Linked DNA regions of Hordeum vulgare: region 2 is linked to region 1. The links are chromatin contacts, called in public Hi-C maps. All regions are on one chromosome and are shown on one strand. Each heading gives the region's core, a stretch centred on a gene start, on an enhancer-like site or on the middle of the called end of the contact. The rest is flanking DNA. Distances are from core to core; before and after follow the strand shown. Region 1 holds the start of LOC123407217. Region 2 holds the start of LOC123408609.

Region 1 (7,175 bases), core at 1,223-3,722:
CATGGCCTCCCATCGGAAAACAGACTTGCAACGGCCTAAAAAGTGTTTCGGGACTCCCTGTGGTGTTTTTTTGGGTAGATGAGAATTTATAAGCCAAAGAAGGACAAAATATGCTCGTTGGTCTTCTTTTGGTCCACGAGGGCCACGAGGGAGGCACAAGCCATCAGGGCGCCTCCAGGTCGCGCCCTATTGGCTTGTTGGCCCCTCGTGAGGCCTCCAGCCTTCTTACGATGCTCGTTGGTCTTCTTTTGGTTCAGAAAAATCACCAAAAAGTTTTAGGACAATTGGACTTCATTTGGTATGGAAAACCTAAAAAGTGAAAAACACGCAGAAAACAACAACTGACAATAGGCACCGAGTCAATAGATTAGTGCTAAAAAATAATATAAAATGATAAATAAATACCCAAAAGTATTGTAGAATGATAATATATCAGCATTGAACAATAAAAAATTATAGATACGTTGAAGATGTATGAGTAGGACAAAAGATGACATGCAAGTTCTTGTCACAAACACGTATGACTATATATGGAATACATGCCTACACTATATTGATGAATTGGTGCTAGTTATGTGTCGCCCTAGTGTGTAACTGTTACATGATAAATGCCATCTAAATCATTATGCATCACCGATCCACGTGTCTACGCTTTACATATACTAAATCTTGCTAGGTTGCTACTGTTGCTGCTGGTGTCATACCTGCTACTCAATTGCTACTGTTACTAATGTTATCAAAGTGCTGCTATCATTGTTACTGTTACTACTACCATTTGGTGTGCTACTAAATGCTTGTTGCAGAGAGCTATGCCAGGTGCGGTTGAATTGACAACTCAACTCTCACGATCAATAAATATTCTTTGTCTTCCCTTGCGTCGAATTAATAAATTAGGATGAAATACTATCCGTAAAAACTATCGCGATCCCCTATACTTGTGGGTTATCAGCGTTCAAAAATCTAGAGAGAGCACTAACACATGAAATGGGTCATTCTGTGGTTCTCGTCTAGTTTTGTTAATTTATGTTTTCTTTTCTTTCATTTCTTCTTTTCAGTTTTCTATATTTCTTAGAGATTTCTTTGTTTTTTCATTGGTTTTCTCTGTTTTTCTCCGTTTTCAATGTATTTTCTCTTTTCTTCCCGTTTTACAATTTCCTCGTTTTATTTTTACTTATTAGTTTCCTCTAACTTTTTCCTTTTCATTCTTCTTTCAATGGTTTTATTTCCCTTTTTTTGTTTCCTTTTCAGTTTCCCATTCTTTTTGCACTTGTTCTTTGCTTTTTTTTGGTTTCTTTTTCTTCGATTTGATATATGGTTTTCATTATTTTTATTATTTCCTTGATTATTTTGGTTTTGATTCTACATTTTTTCATATATGTCAAAAACATTTCTCTAATACATGTTTAACTTGTTTTTATGTAAAAATTTAACATATTTAGTACTTTGCTAATATTCTTTCTATAGACATTTTAAACCTTTTTCAAATGGTTGATGGACATTTTTGAAATAAAATATTTCTTTTTTGCATATATGGACAATTGTTTTTGCTAACATTTTAAAATTGCAAATGTTTAATTAGCATCTATGAAATACAAGATATTTTTAATACATGGTCAAATTTTTCTATATACATTTAACAATTTTGAAAGATTGATTACCGTTTTTTAAGTACTGATTTAATATTCAACACCGTTTTTTTCTAATACACGATCAATTTTTTTCACAGGTATTCTATATTTTTAATACATTTTTTCGTATACATGAGATTTTTTTTTCTCTTTATACACATTTTAACATTTTTTGAATACATGGTCAACATTTCTTATACAAACTTTCAACATTTTCCAAATACAAGATTAAAATTATTTGAATAGATGGTCAATATTTTTTAATACATGTTTTAACATTTTCAAATGCTTATTTAAGATTTTTCAAATACATGTTTGACATTCTCTGAATACATGGTCAATATTTTGTATATACATATTTAATATTTTTTAAATGCTTGATTAACATTTTTCAAATATTGTTTTAATATTTTTTCAAATGTTTGATTTTTTAAAATACATGGTCAACTTTTTCGCACATATTATATTTTTTTTTGTATACATGAGAAACATGAAACATTTACCATTTTTTTAAATGCTAATTAAAATTCCAAAAGTTTTTGTGTAATTATTTAATATATTTATTTAGGTTATTTGGAAGTATAAACAAGAGTAGAAAAGAAAGAAAAAACACAGAAACATGAACCCTCATCAAAATAATAATAATAATAATAACGATTCACGTGGCCCCGCGTGGCTGGGCCAGCCTGTTTAGGGAGAAGCTTGACGTGTTTCGATGTTGTTTCCTCAATTTAGATAGGCCCAGCTAACCCAAACCCACGCTACGGCCCACCAGCGAAGCGGAACTCGCCGACCCAAACTCCCAAAGCCGCAGCGAAGAAAGTCACGCAAATCGCCGTCCCGTGCAGCCGCCGTGGCCCTTCTCTCCTGGCCGCCGCCGCCGCCGCCGCCGCCGCCAGCGCAAGCAGGACAAACCCTATCAGCCATTGCGCCGCCACTCACAGCACACCCTAGAATCCACCGTCCTGCCGCCGCATGCGCTAATCCGGGACATAGCCTGTTCGCGGATCCCTCGTCGCTTCGCCCGACGCGACCCGCGATGCATCGCGCCATGCGGCTGCGCCGCCTCCTGCGCCCTCCGCCGTCTTGCAGTCCCGTACCCCTCGTCACCCCCGCGACCGTTGGCGATGGCGCTGGGAGATTTGGCGCGCCCGACGGGGCGCGATGGCTGGGCGCGCGGCACCTGCCGTTCAGCGAAAGGGGGCGGCTTTACCGGTTCTACAGCTCGAAGGAGGGTGTCGGGAGTGCGGAGACGACGGCGGGGAGTGGCGGCGGCGGCGGCGGCAGCGGCAGTAGCAGCAGCAACCAGCAGGAGCACGCGCGGCTCGGGGAGAAGGACCAACAGGAGTGGCTGAGCGGCGAGCGGTTCGTCACCGGCTGCAAGAGGCGGGAGTCGCCGTTCCTCACCAAACGGGAGCGCTTCCGCAACGAATTTCTGCGCCGCGCCGTGTCTTGGGAGAAGAGCAGCCTCACGTGGACCAACTTCCCGTACTACGTCGAGTAAGCACGATGGAGCGCAACGCACACCAGCTGCTTGGTGTTTTTCCTCCCTAGCCTGGACTAACTCGGTTGCATTTCACCGTCTCTCTTCTGGGTTGCAAGTAAGAACACGAAGCAGCTGCTGACCGAGTGCGTGGCATCACACCTGCGGAACAAGGATGCTACTTTGGAGTACGGTTCTCGGCTGCAGTCGTCCGGTGGGAGGATATTGCTCCAGAGCTTGCCAGGTGTTGTGCAGGAAGGACGACAACGTTTCTTCCAAATGTGTGTCATTCTGCTTGCATGGATGATGAGATTTTACATTTATTGCAGGAACTGAGCTTTACCGAGAGAGAGTGGTAAGAGCGATTGCCCATGAGTTACGCGTGCCATTATTGGTTCTGGACAGCAGTGTTCTAGCTCCATATGTAAGTTATAATCTTCGCCTATTTTAAAAGCTTAAGACTCCAGTTTTGTGGCATACCTAATGGCTCACCTTGTTGTAGGATAATGGTGAAGACTGTTCAGAGAGTGAGGAGGAGAATGGTCAGGCGGAGTCAGAAGATGAAGGCTCAGAATCAGAAGGGGAAGATGAAGATTATAATGAAGCTAAGTCTGGTGAAAGTGATGACGAGGAAGTTGTCAAATCAGTGGAGAACCTCAAGAAGTTAGTTCCGCGCACTCTTGAGGAATTTGCCAAGGTGTTTATTTCTGTTGTGCTGCCAAATCATATAGTATTAAAACATGATATTTGATAATGCTTGCCATCTTGCTCCTTTTATTTTATTTGAATACTGATGTACCTTTACTTTGTATATCTAACAACCTATTTTAAAAATCGGGGATGGGAGTCCTACAAACAAAGAGTTTTTTCCTGCAAAATAGTAAATATTATAAAAGGCTAAATGTTGATAGTACTGTGCTGTAGTAAATTTCTGATTAGCGATTTTGCGTCTAATAGTGTCAGTCTCATGCGATGGTCTTGTTTCCATCTTTTCTATTAACATGCTAATTAATGTTGGACCCGTTTTCCTCCTTTCTTTTGTTTGCTTCTCATTCTGGCTTACAACTTATACCTTGAGTTCTTTTTTTTTTTGACCATGACCTTGAGTTCTTTTTGGCTTAGAGGGTTGTTAGTGCGCAAGAAAATTCTTCAGCAGCAGAAGAATCCACCACCGAGTCGCCTGAAGAAGATAAAAGGCCTCTCCAAAAAGGTACATAACTAAGTTTTTTGTTGTTGAGTGTTTTCCCCAATGTTGACTGCAGATTAGATAACATTGTTAATCATGGCACTGATAATTGGTCTTATTTTAGTAAGTAGCCCCCCCCCCCCCCCCCCCTGGTGGAACGAACCTACCTAGTGCCTGTGGAAATTACAGGCTAAGCTTAGGTTAATATGTCATGTTATGGGAATTAACTGAGGTCTGTTGCTTGTTAAGTACATGTCCATCTGATAATATTCAATCTCTTCATCTTGAATAATCACATTCTATTTTCTGTGTGTACAACGTTCTGCGTTAGATAAATGGTTGTTAGCCAGATCGTGAACAATGTATATAGCCAGTAGCTAGTTGCATTCCAGGGTTATTCACTTATTCTTTGTCAAGGTGAACCGAAGCTGCACTAGCCACAAAACACTTGAATGATCAACTACTCTACGCAAACAACTTTCCTCCGAAATTTAGGACATGTTTGGTTCAGAGACTAAGTTTGCCAACATTGCTACACTTTCTTGCCATACATGCCTAAGGTTAGGTGATCAAAATTGGCGCCACACTTGAGGCAATCTTGCCACATTTTTCGTTTTCAATGATATGTGGGGCCTAGATTGAATGAAAAGAATCTTGCCACAAGTGTGGCAGCAAACTAAACAGGTGACTGACTCAGTCAAACTTGCTTGACTTGTGTTGTGGCAGCCTTAGTATATCAACCAAACATGCCCTTAGCTCTTTGTATTGACTATTGACAAGAAGTTCAGTGCTCCAGCTATTTTATGAGAATGAGATCAATATAATTCAGCTATACCACTTGCTTAAATTTCATAGGATTGTACCTATTGGTGAATATGAAATTCAGGCTGGACTATTTTAATACGTACCATACCCTGTATGAAGCCATCACCAACTTTCCTCATCACTGTTTCAGGTGATAGAGTGAAGTATGTTGGAGAGTCAGTGCTTGTTGAAGCAGATCACAGGTACTTGTTGGTAGTTCTGCTCTCTTTTTGATTTAAGCCACTTTTATCATAATATTTCTTCCTTTGCATTGAACTTCTTTTAACTTATTAGACTCATGTATTGTACCTCACTTGATTTGCTACTTTTAAGGCTAAGCAATACATGTGCCTTTTAGCTGACAATGGCATCATGCATGGATTGATGCATCCATGCACAGACCAGTGGCATGACTGCTATGTGTTATATGATGTGATGAGTTTCACCATGAAGTTCACATATTGTTAGTCCGTTCATGTTGTTGATTGTCTCGCCATAAAGGAGTTTATTTCTGGAAAGTTAATAAGCATTAGCAGTAATTATTCAATAGTAACAGAAAGAACTTCAAACTCAAAATTTTCCATCCAATGGGTATTTTAATGCACGGGCGGCAGTTGTGGGAGATGTGTGCCTATGCATGTGGAGCAAGCACATACAGAAAAATGGCTGGACTTTTATGTGTGTAGGACTGGCCACCTGGGTACTTGCTGATCCAGGTGTATGCATAGTTGCATGTTTGTTCATTTGAATTCTTGTGTGTATTGTTAGTTCTCTCTGCATGCATGCTTACTTGCACTAGTAATGCTGGCAAGGTTGGTGCCTGGTGCCGGGAGGGCATGTAGCACATGTTTGCAGTGTTCATTCTCTGTCATCTAACATAGCTACAGACTATCTTACTAATTGGGCTTCTTTCACTTATCATGATGCATATCATCTCTCATATCACAGGATCATTCTGGGGAAAATACCAACTCAAGAGGGATCAGCAGAAGCCTTTACCTTTGTTAGCGGCAGGTGGGTGGATAAATCTTTTCTCGAATAGGTTAAGAAGGCTTTTGTCTGCATGCCTTATTTCATGTCTGTCTGCATCTTTAGCCTTTCACGCCTTTGGATAGATGTTATCTTTATGGGTAGATTTAATTTTCGAAGTTTCTCATTTCAACAATATGGTCAACAAAAATGTTGAGTTGAAATCATATGTTGTTTGTGGGCATATTTGGAAACTTCTGCAAGTTCTGTTGAATGCTTTGCTATGCTTATATATATTTTATGCGTCTTTAGTTTTATTTTTACTATGCTTCTGTTCATCTCAGTAGTCCACGTCAGCATTGTTTCTGATGAATAATGATTTGGTTTCACATTTTTATTTCTTACAATATTGCAAGCTTATCGCTGAACATTCTTAAAATTCACTATTTTCTTATGATCTTTTTTAACTCAACATTCTTCTAACTGTTAAAATTGTAGAACTTTATCAAATGGACAGCGTGGCGAGATATACGAGATCAATGGTGATCAAGTGGCTGTTTTATTTGACCCTCTTGAGGAGAAGCTGGATGATGATAAAAATGATGAAGCTAACAAAGAGCCAGATGCTAAACCATCAGTTTGCTGGGTTGACAGTATGTTCTATTCTGAAGCATCCATATATTCAGCTTGGATACTCTGCAATTTTAACAACGATCTTGTTTGTAATTTTAGCTCAGGATATTGTGCATGACCATGACACTGAGGCGGAAGATTGGCATATCGCGATGGAAGCATTTTGTGAGGTAATTTGTCACACAATATCTTTTGTATGGAACATTTTTTCTTGACATTTCTTGTCTTTGTGCATGCATACATTTGCATAGCTTTGACCACCATTCTATGCTGCGTGCACTTGGTGTGATGTTTGCGTGCTGCAATTGCAGTGTCTGTTCCATCTTGTCTGCTCAGTAAACTTACCTCTTCTGGATTCCCTTTGCTTGTACAAATAGGCACTGCCATCTCTTCAACCAGCCATTGTTTACTTTCCGGATAGTTCACAGTGGCTTTCTAGGGCAGTTCCAAGATCAAATCGCAGAGAGTTTAT
Region 2 (7,175 bases), core at 1,827-4,326, 420 kb before region 1:
CAGACCCCGTATTCCGCAGGTCCGCAAAACACGTTTGCAGTTCACGCAAAACAGCTTTTGCGGGCTGGCTCGGGCTGGCACAGATGCAGACCCCCAAACTGATCCGTAAAAAAATATACTCGCGAAATATACTTTTTTACGGGTCAGCTTTGCGGGGTTTGTTCTTTGCGCCGCTGCATCCCGCATATCATCAGCCCGCAAATATCAAATACAACATGATTCAACAATAAAAAACAAACTGATCTATTCGAATCAAACATAATACAATAATCATCCGCATTACAAATAATTATTCAAAACTTGTCATGAATACAAATACAAATGAATACAAAAATAAGTCACTGCCCAGCCCTTTGCCAATGGTGTTTAATGAGATCTTTCTGAAGTTGAAAGTGGGTGTCTGCATTTTCAATCTCCTTGTATGTGTGAAGAAAAGCTCTAATGCGGTTTGGGTCTCTAGCTGGTTTGACACGGCTACCCACATTGTCGTAAAAGAATTATAAGTTCAATCATCTTTCATCTTCAAGAATCATATTATGCAGGATAACACAACATGTCATGATGTTCTTCAAGGTTTTCTTATCCAAAAAACGAGCAGCACCACGAAAAATGGCAAACCTAGATTGCAAAACACTGAATGCTCTTTCAATGTCTTTGCGGGCTGCCTCTTGCACCTTTGCAAATTCACATTGTTTTTTTGTTTTGGGTTCTTTGAAGCTATTGACAAATGTGCACCAAGGAGGGTATATACCCATCTGCAAGGTAGTACCCCTTTATGCATTCATGCCCATTGATAGTGTAGTTGCAAGTAGGAGCATCACCACTAGCAAGTCTAGCAAACAAATGAGACCGTTGCAACACATTGATATCATTGATAGTGCCCAGCATACCAAAAAAGCAATGCCAAATTCATAAATCCTTGGATGCTACGACCTCTAGCACAATTGTTGCATCACGAGACTTGCCACAATACATTCCTTGCCAAGCTTGGGCAATTTTCCAATTCCAATGCATACAATCAATGCTACCTAGCATCCAGCCCAACCTCTCCTCTCATTAGATGCCATCAATTTCTTTGTGTCATCTTCATTGGGTGCCCGAAGATACTCAGGACCGAAGACACGGATGATCACTTTCGCAAATCTACGCACACACTCAATTGTGGTATCTTCACCAATGCGAAGATACGCATCGGCATAGTCAGCCGGAACGCCATATGCAATCACCCGCATAGCTACGGAGATTTTTTGATATGCATTAAATCCCTTTAAGCCCGCGACATTCTTTCTTTGAGTAAAATACCGGCAATTTGCCTCGCAAGCTTGAACAATTTTCATAAAGAGGGATCAGCGCATTCGGTACCTTCTCCGGAAGAGGTGCGGATGATATGTAGGATTCTCCGCGAAATAGTCTTGCATCAACATCTCGTTCTCAAGATGGCGATTCCGAGGAATGCACAAACGCCCGATAGTCGATCCTCGCCTCCTCTCCGGTTCTCGTCTTCATGCTCCTTCACGACAAGCGCCATGACTAATGTTTGCTGCCGAAAGTTCGCAAGCATGGTCTCAACATCCGAGCCGTCCGAATCGGACAAATTGGATAGTAAGAACTTCTCGCACGGGGTCAACTCCATCTTCTCGCACAGCTCGCAAAAATCACAAAAAAGGGACTAACCGGCGGCGGGTGATCCCGGGCGGCGACGAGGGGGTGCGCTCGTCGTCGGCGGGGGCGGCGGGGGGCGGCTCTTCTCGCCGGATCCGGAGGGGCGGTGCAGCGGCTCGCCTGCAGATATGGCCGGAATCGCCGGCGGCGGGCGAACGGGGCGGCGGCGGAAGGAGGGGAAAATAGCGGGGGCTGAAATGTCCCTCCCACCAACTGCTTCTCTGTGATGCAAGGCACCGCAGCCGCGAGGGGGAAACCCGCATTTTCCCAGGTTGGGGTCGGGAATTTGCCGCGCCCCCCAAAATTTTTTGCGGGCCGGGACGGGATGCGGGGTCTGATTGGGCAAGTTTGTCCGTCCCAACCCGCATTTTGACGGCTATTTTGCGGGCCGGGGGCGGATGCGGGGTCTTCTAGAGTTGCTCTTACATTTGCGGGGATCCCAGTTTTGGAAACCTCTTAAAGTTTCCCAGCCATTTTTTTTTGGTTTTGGGAACTTTCTAGAAGATTTTCTAGACAGTCTTTCCTTTTTTTTCATTTTCTTTTTTCTTTATTCATTTTTGTTTTTTTCTTCTGTTTCTGTTGCAAAAATGTTCTAGATTTTCAAAAAAATCCGGATTTTGTAAAAAAAGTTCCGAAATTTGATAGAATGTTCAGAAATTTGGAAAAATGTTCCGGAATTTGAAAAAAATGTTCTGCAATTTGAAAAAATCTTCTGGAATTTCTATAAAAACGTTTCAGATTTTCAATAAATGTTCTAAAATTTGAAAAAATGTTCCGAAATTTTGAGAAAATGTTCTGGAATTTTGAAAAAATGTTCTTGTATTTGAAAAATATTTCGGAATTTGAAAAAATATTCCCATTTTAAACTTTTGTTCACAAATTCGAAAATTGTTCATGTTTATGAAAAAACTTCAGAAATTTCAAACTATGTTCGCGATTTCAGAAAATTGTTTGTAAGTCCGCAAAATTAGTCAAATATTGAAATATTATTCGGGAATTTCCAAATGGTGTTACGTCTGCTGCTACTATTTCAAGACATGCGATGTACATTTGCTGTCAGAATTCGTTTGCCACACCGGCTAGCACAAAACGCACTTGTGCCGGCGACCCGGCTTCGATTCGTAGAAACGCATTTAACATTTTTTGCGATTTTTCACAGGCGCTCGCGGGGCATCATAATGAGCCGGCCCAGTTGAACACACCCTGTGCGATGGCGCGTCTGTTTGCCGCAAAACGCGGCAAATAGGAGCTCCCAGGTAGGAGTTCCGGTATAGGTCCGGCACTGACCCACATTGTCTGCTGGGCTACCAAACTCCAGGAAGCGGCCCGGCCCGAGAAAGTAGCCCGACCCATCAGATTTCTCTCCACTGCCTGACCCCTATATGACTTCCTTCTGGTAAGAGCGACACGAACCCTCGATTCTAGGGTTGCCTTTTTCTCCGTGCTGTACACAAAAGAAGAGCGGCGGCGGCGACCGACCGACCGACCGAGTGGGGAGTCTTCGATTGAGTTGGGAAAGATTCAGGAAAATCAGAGGAATCAGATTGTTGAACGACGCGAGGCTCAAGAGGAAGCTGTCGAGGCCGAGAGAGCAAAGCCAATGGCGGGTACAGACAAACCCAAGGCGAAGCCTCAAAAACCAGCCAAGGTAACGGCTGCGAGGATAGCAAAGATGATGGCTGAAGGGGCTGCGATGATTAGAAATATGACGCCTGAAGAAAGGGACATGATTATTGCCAAGTCAATGTCTGAAGAATCTGCCAGCAACGCCGACGAAGCTGCTGAGGCGAAAGAAGATGCAAATGAGTCTGAATGGGCACAATGCGAGGGAGAATTGTTCGCTGCCAAGTTCCGCTCTTTCTGGAACAAATACTACACTGACTGTGGTGCTACCTTCGAGCAAACCAGTAAGTTCCCTCCCCGCCCAATCACTTCTCTTGATTAATTCCCTTGTACGAACAACTTACTAGAAGGATCCATGCACACTTCCTTATGTTCTGCGTCACTCGTACATATTTGATATCAACTGCAGCACACACACCAAATCTAATCAACGGCTTTACTTACATGTGATCAAAACTGATATCCTTTAGTTTACCAACTGCTTTACTTACATGTGATCCACCTATACAACTGCTTTACTTACATGTGATCAACCTATGCAGCCTCTATATCCTTATATGTACGAACAATTTGCTACGAGGATCCATGCACACTTCCTTATATGTTGTGCGGTGACTCTCACGAATTTGATATTAATTGCAGCATACATCAATGGATCACAATTAGTTAGTAACTGCTTTATTTACATGTGATCAACTTTATGCAGCTTCAATCCCTGCCATGTGTCACACATACCCTGCTTCTGATTGCTCCACCAAGGCTATGGACACTCTGCAGATTATGTCAGTCAAAGTTACATCAATCAAAGATGGTTTGGGTTTGGACTGGCCATTGGAAGTGTTTGGTATCGTTGCTGCACGTGATGTCTTGGATCACAAGCGCAATATTATTTTCCACCGTCCAAGGACTGACTGCCAAATCATCACCCAGGATGTTTGTATTTAATTCTTCTCTCTTTGTTTTGTCTAACATCTCTGCATCATGTGCACCTTTTTCTGCTAATTGGCATGCATTTTATTTTCTGCATTTGCCGTTGCCAGATTCAGCGATTCAAGCAACTAGTCGATTGCTCGTGCGTTGCCACGAAAAAAAACAATAAGCGTCATAGTGGTTCTTAAGTTTTGATCTTGTATTTTTTTTTCCTGTGAAACTGTCGGTTTTCCATTGTAAAAGAAGTGGACAAAGGTTCAGGTAGAAAGTATAGAGCTTTTTCGATCATCTATTGACAAACATGATGTCTTCCTCCCTGCTCCTATTTGACAACAACTTCTATTGCAATAACAGCCAGTTGTTTTTAGAGGGTTTATGTTTGCTTTTGTCTCCAAGCATTGTCCTAGTTCCTTCTCATGTAGCTTGATCCTTTCAGTAGAGAAGGCCAAATGAGTTTTAAAACTTCACAAAAGTTCACATCTATGTACCTATAGCAACCAACCTCCATGTTTCCTGCAAATAAAAAGCATGCATAATAGCAAAGTCCCTAAATTAGGTAGGGTGTCTTGCAAAGCTACACACAACACTAATCACAAACAAATGAAACAAGAGGTTAAACTAAACCATATACAACTCAACCCAAGCTATCCTGTTAAGAACTTCATGTTGTACCTCGAAAATAGAGTAGTACTCAGATTGTAACTTGAACTTTTCCTCCAAGTGCCTGTCACAAAGCATGTAAACTTTTAAGCTATGTAGCAGCTACCTTAAAATTGAGCGTTCTATGATGATGCATATTTCATTTGTACCATGTTAGCTCATAAAGAAAACAGAGGAATAGGCTGATGGAGATCTGAAGATCAATACATAAGATATCAAAACAAACGTAGAATGTGTTCTAATATGGACAGGTGCCACGGCATGTCAAATGTATTTTCGCAAAAACTAAACTCTCTGCGAACAAATGTACTACACTCCTGGCAAAATTTCCTAAAGACCAATATTCCAACCAAGTAAAAGATGGAAGGAGCAATCCTTGCTTAGTCGCATTGTTGCTGGCTAAATTATTGAACCGAACAATCGAGCTTGACATGTGTATCGCTATGTTCAGATTACAAATCCATGTTAAGATAATCAAAATCAGTGAATGTCAATAAACAATGTAACCCAGGTTGTATTCAGTTCAGTTTTCACTTTTCAGGCCCCTGTTCAGTTCAGAACAAGGAGTGGCCCTAAAAGAATGGCACTCAGGTTGTCTTAATTATAGTAAAATCATGTTAAAACTTCTTACAAACCTAACAAGATCCGGACAACTACAATTTCCTTATCATTCTTCACTAAAAACGATTACAAATAAGGCTTATTTGTCCTTTCAGAATATCCTGCTCTTAAGCAGACAATGTAAAGATGGCCTAGACATGGCTAGAAATTTAAATGTTTTCAAGTAGTAGCAACTATCCATGGACAGTAAACCTGGGAATTAAACTAAATTTGTTTGATTCGCAAATCTCAGGCAGTAAGCAGAGCAGCACACAAAAAATGTACAAGTAGCCAATATCCCTAGGGAGTGAGCGTGGCCTAAATTTTGCACCCAAACAAATACCAACAGGAGTGAAGGAGAAAATCCCATCCTTGAGCGAGCATGGAGGGGTGCTCAGGTGTTGAGCACTCATGAGGAGCCAGTGCCACACTGCCACTACCACTCACCCCAAGATCCATCTGCAGCGGCGGCGGACACACATGATGGGGACGACGTTGTATAGATGTGATCTGGTAGGTCGGAGTTAGTGCTGGAGGTGGAGAGGCGGAGGAGGACAGCATACACACCTCATTGTGAGACGCGAAAGTGCAAAGGAAAGCAAAAAACGTCGCTGCCGTGGCTCTCCTGGACGCACTGCTCCTGATTCGGTTCTGGAATATGGATTCATCTCCGCCAGTTAGCATCGCCCCTCTGCGCCATCCGGATCTATGCCTCCATGAGGTCCTCGATCAGACAGTACATGCTCGCCATCGCCACTGCTCCATGGATCGGCCACCCATCAACATGTGATGGAGGAAGATACCCTCGATGACGAGTCTGTCACTCGCGATCTGAGTCCTCATCATACTCGCGATCTGAGTCGTAGTCGGAGTAGAGGCCCATTGAAGCTTTGACGGTAGCATTGGCGGAGGTGGACGAGCGGCGGTGATTTTCCTCCGGAGACCCTGGAGAGAGACAGGGAGTACGGGATCGGGGCAAGTAGTTTGGGAGGATGGAGACGTGAGATGTGTGTTGTTCATGGCTTTGTGTACTTGGTGTTGGTGGGTACCGGCAGTTTGTTTGTCGTGGGGATGGTTTCTTTGGCTATTTTTCTGCGAGGTGGGGGTATTGAACCGGTTCCTGGTTTATGGAGGGTTGGAAAAAAATCGATAGAAGAGCCGCCTGGTTTATGGAGGGTTGGAAAAAAATCGATAGAAGAGCCGCCTGGTTTATGGAGGGTTGGAAAAAATCGATGGAAGGGCTACCGGTAGGAGGGGGGATCGTACGAGGTCGAACCATCACGACGACGGAGATCCCCCTTTAATAGTAGAGATCATAAGCAACTTTTTATGCATTCACTACTGTCAGATTTAGTAATTCAAGTTATGATGTACTAGTTCCAGACTTCCAGTACATCTTGCCATTTTGCTTTTAAAAGTATAATAGATTAATTGTATTCTACTTCAGAGTTAATTTCAGTTATTTGTTGTTCTGCGACATGCAGGATTGCTACCTAGCACTGACAGGTCCTACCCGTGCTATTGCCGTGTCGGTGGATCCTTCGTACATTGAGGTTTCACTGAAAGTGAAGGGCACAACTGAAGCTGAGGATACAGATTTAAGCGATCTTGTTCTGATGTACAGAACTGGATGCTGTCCTGGAAGTGTTTTCCCTAGCAGGCTTAGCACGCTGGAAATTGAATTTCGCCACATTAATCGC

Evidence for each region. Hi-C and Micro-C count contacts between places; a contact is called where the count stands out from the background.
Region 2: a contact with region 1 is called in a Hi-C map of leaf, with 4 times the contacts expected there. The contact joins the promoter of LOC123408609 here to the promoter of LOC123407217 in region 1. A contact is called at or near these places in 3 of 6 Hi-C or Micro-C datasets (leaf and seedling).

What each region holds. Positions count from the first base shown.
Region 1 is chr7H:89,204,690-89,211,864 of MorexV3_pseudomolecules_assembly, reverse strand. It overlaps LOC123407217, which reads left to right and starts at 2,472. Exons shown (of 25, transcript XM_045100295.1): 1 at 2,472-3,128; 2 at 3,231-3,355; 3 at 3,441-3,535; 4 at 3,614-3,808; 5 at 4,234-4,321; 6 at 5,253-5,304; 7 at 6,050-6,115; 8 at 6,569-6,723; 9 at 6,803-6,873; 10 at 7,081-7,175. The coding sequence starts at 2,668.
Region 2 is chr7H:89,628,757-89,635,931 of MorexV3_pseudomolecules_assembly, reverse strand. It overlaps LOC123408609, which reads left to right and starts at 3,076. Exons shown (of 3, transcript XM_045101674.1): 1 at 3,076-3,569; 2 at 3,992-4,218; 3 at 6,960-7,175. The coding sequence starts at 3,263.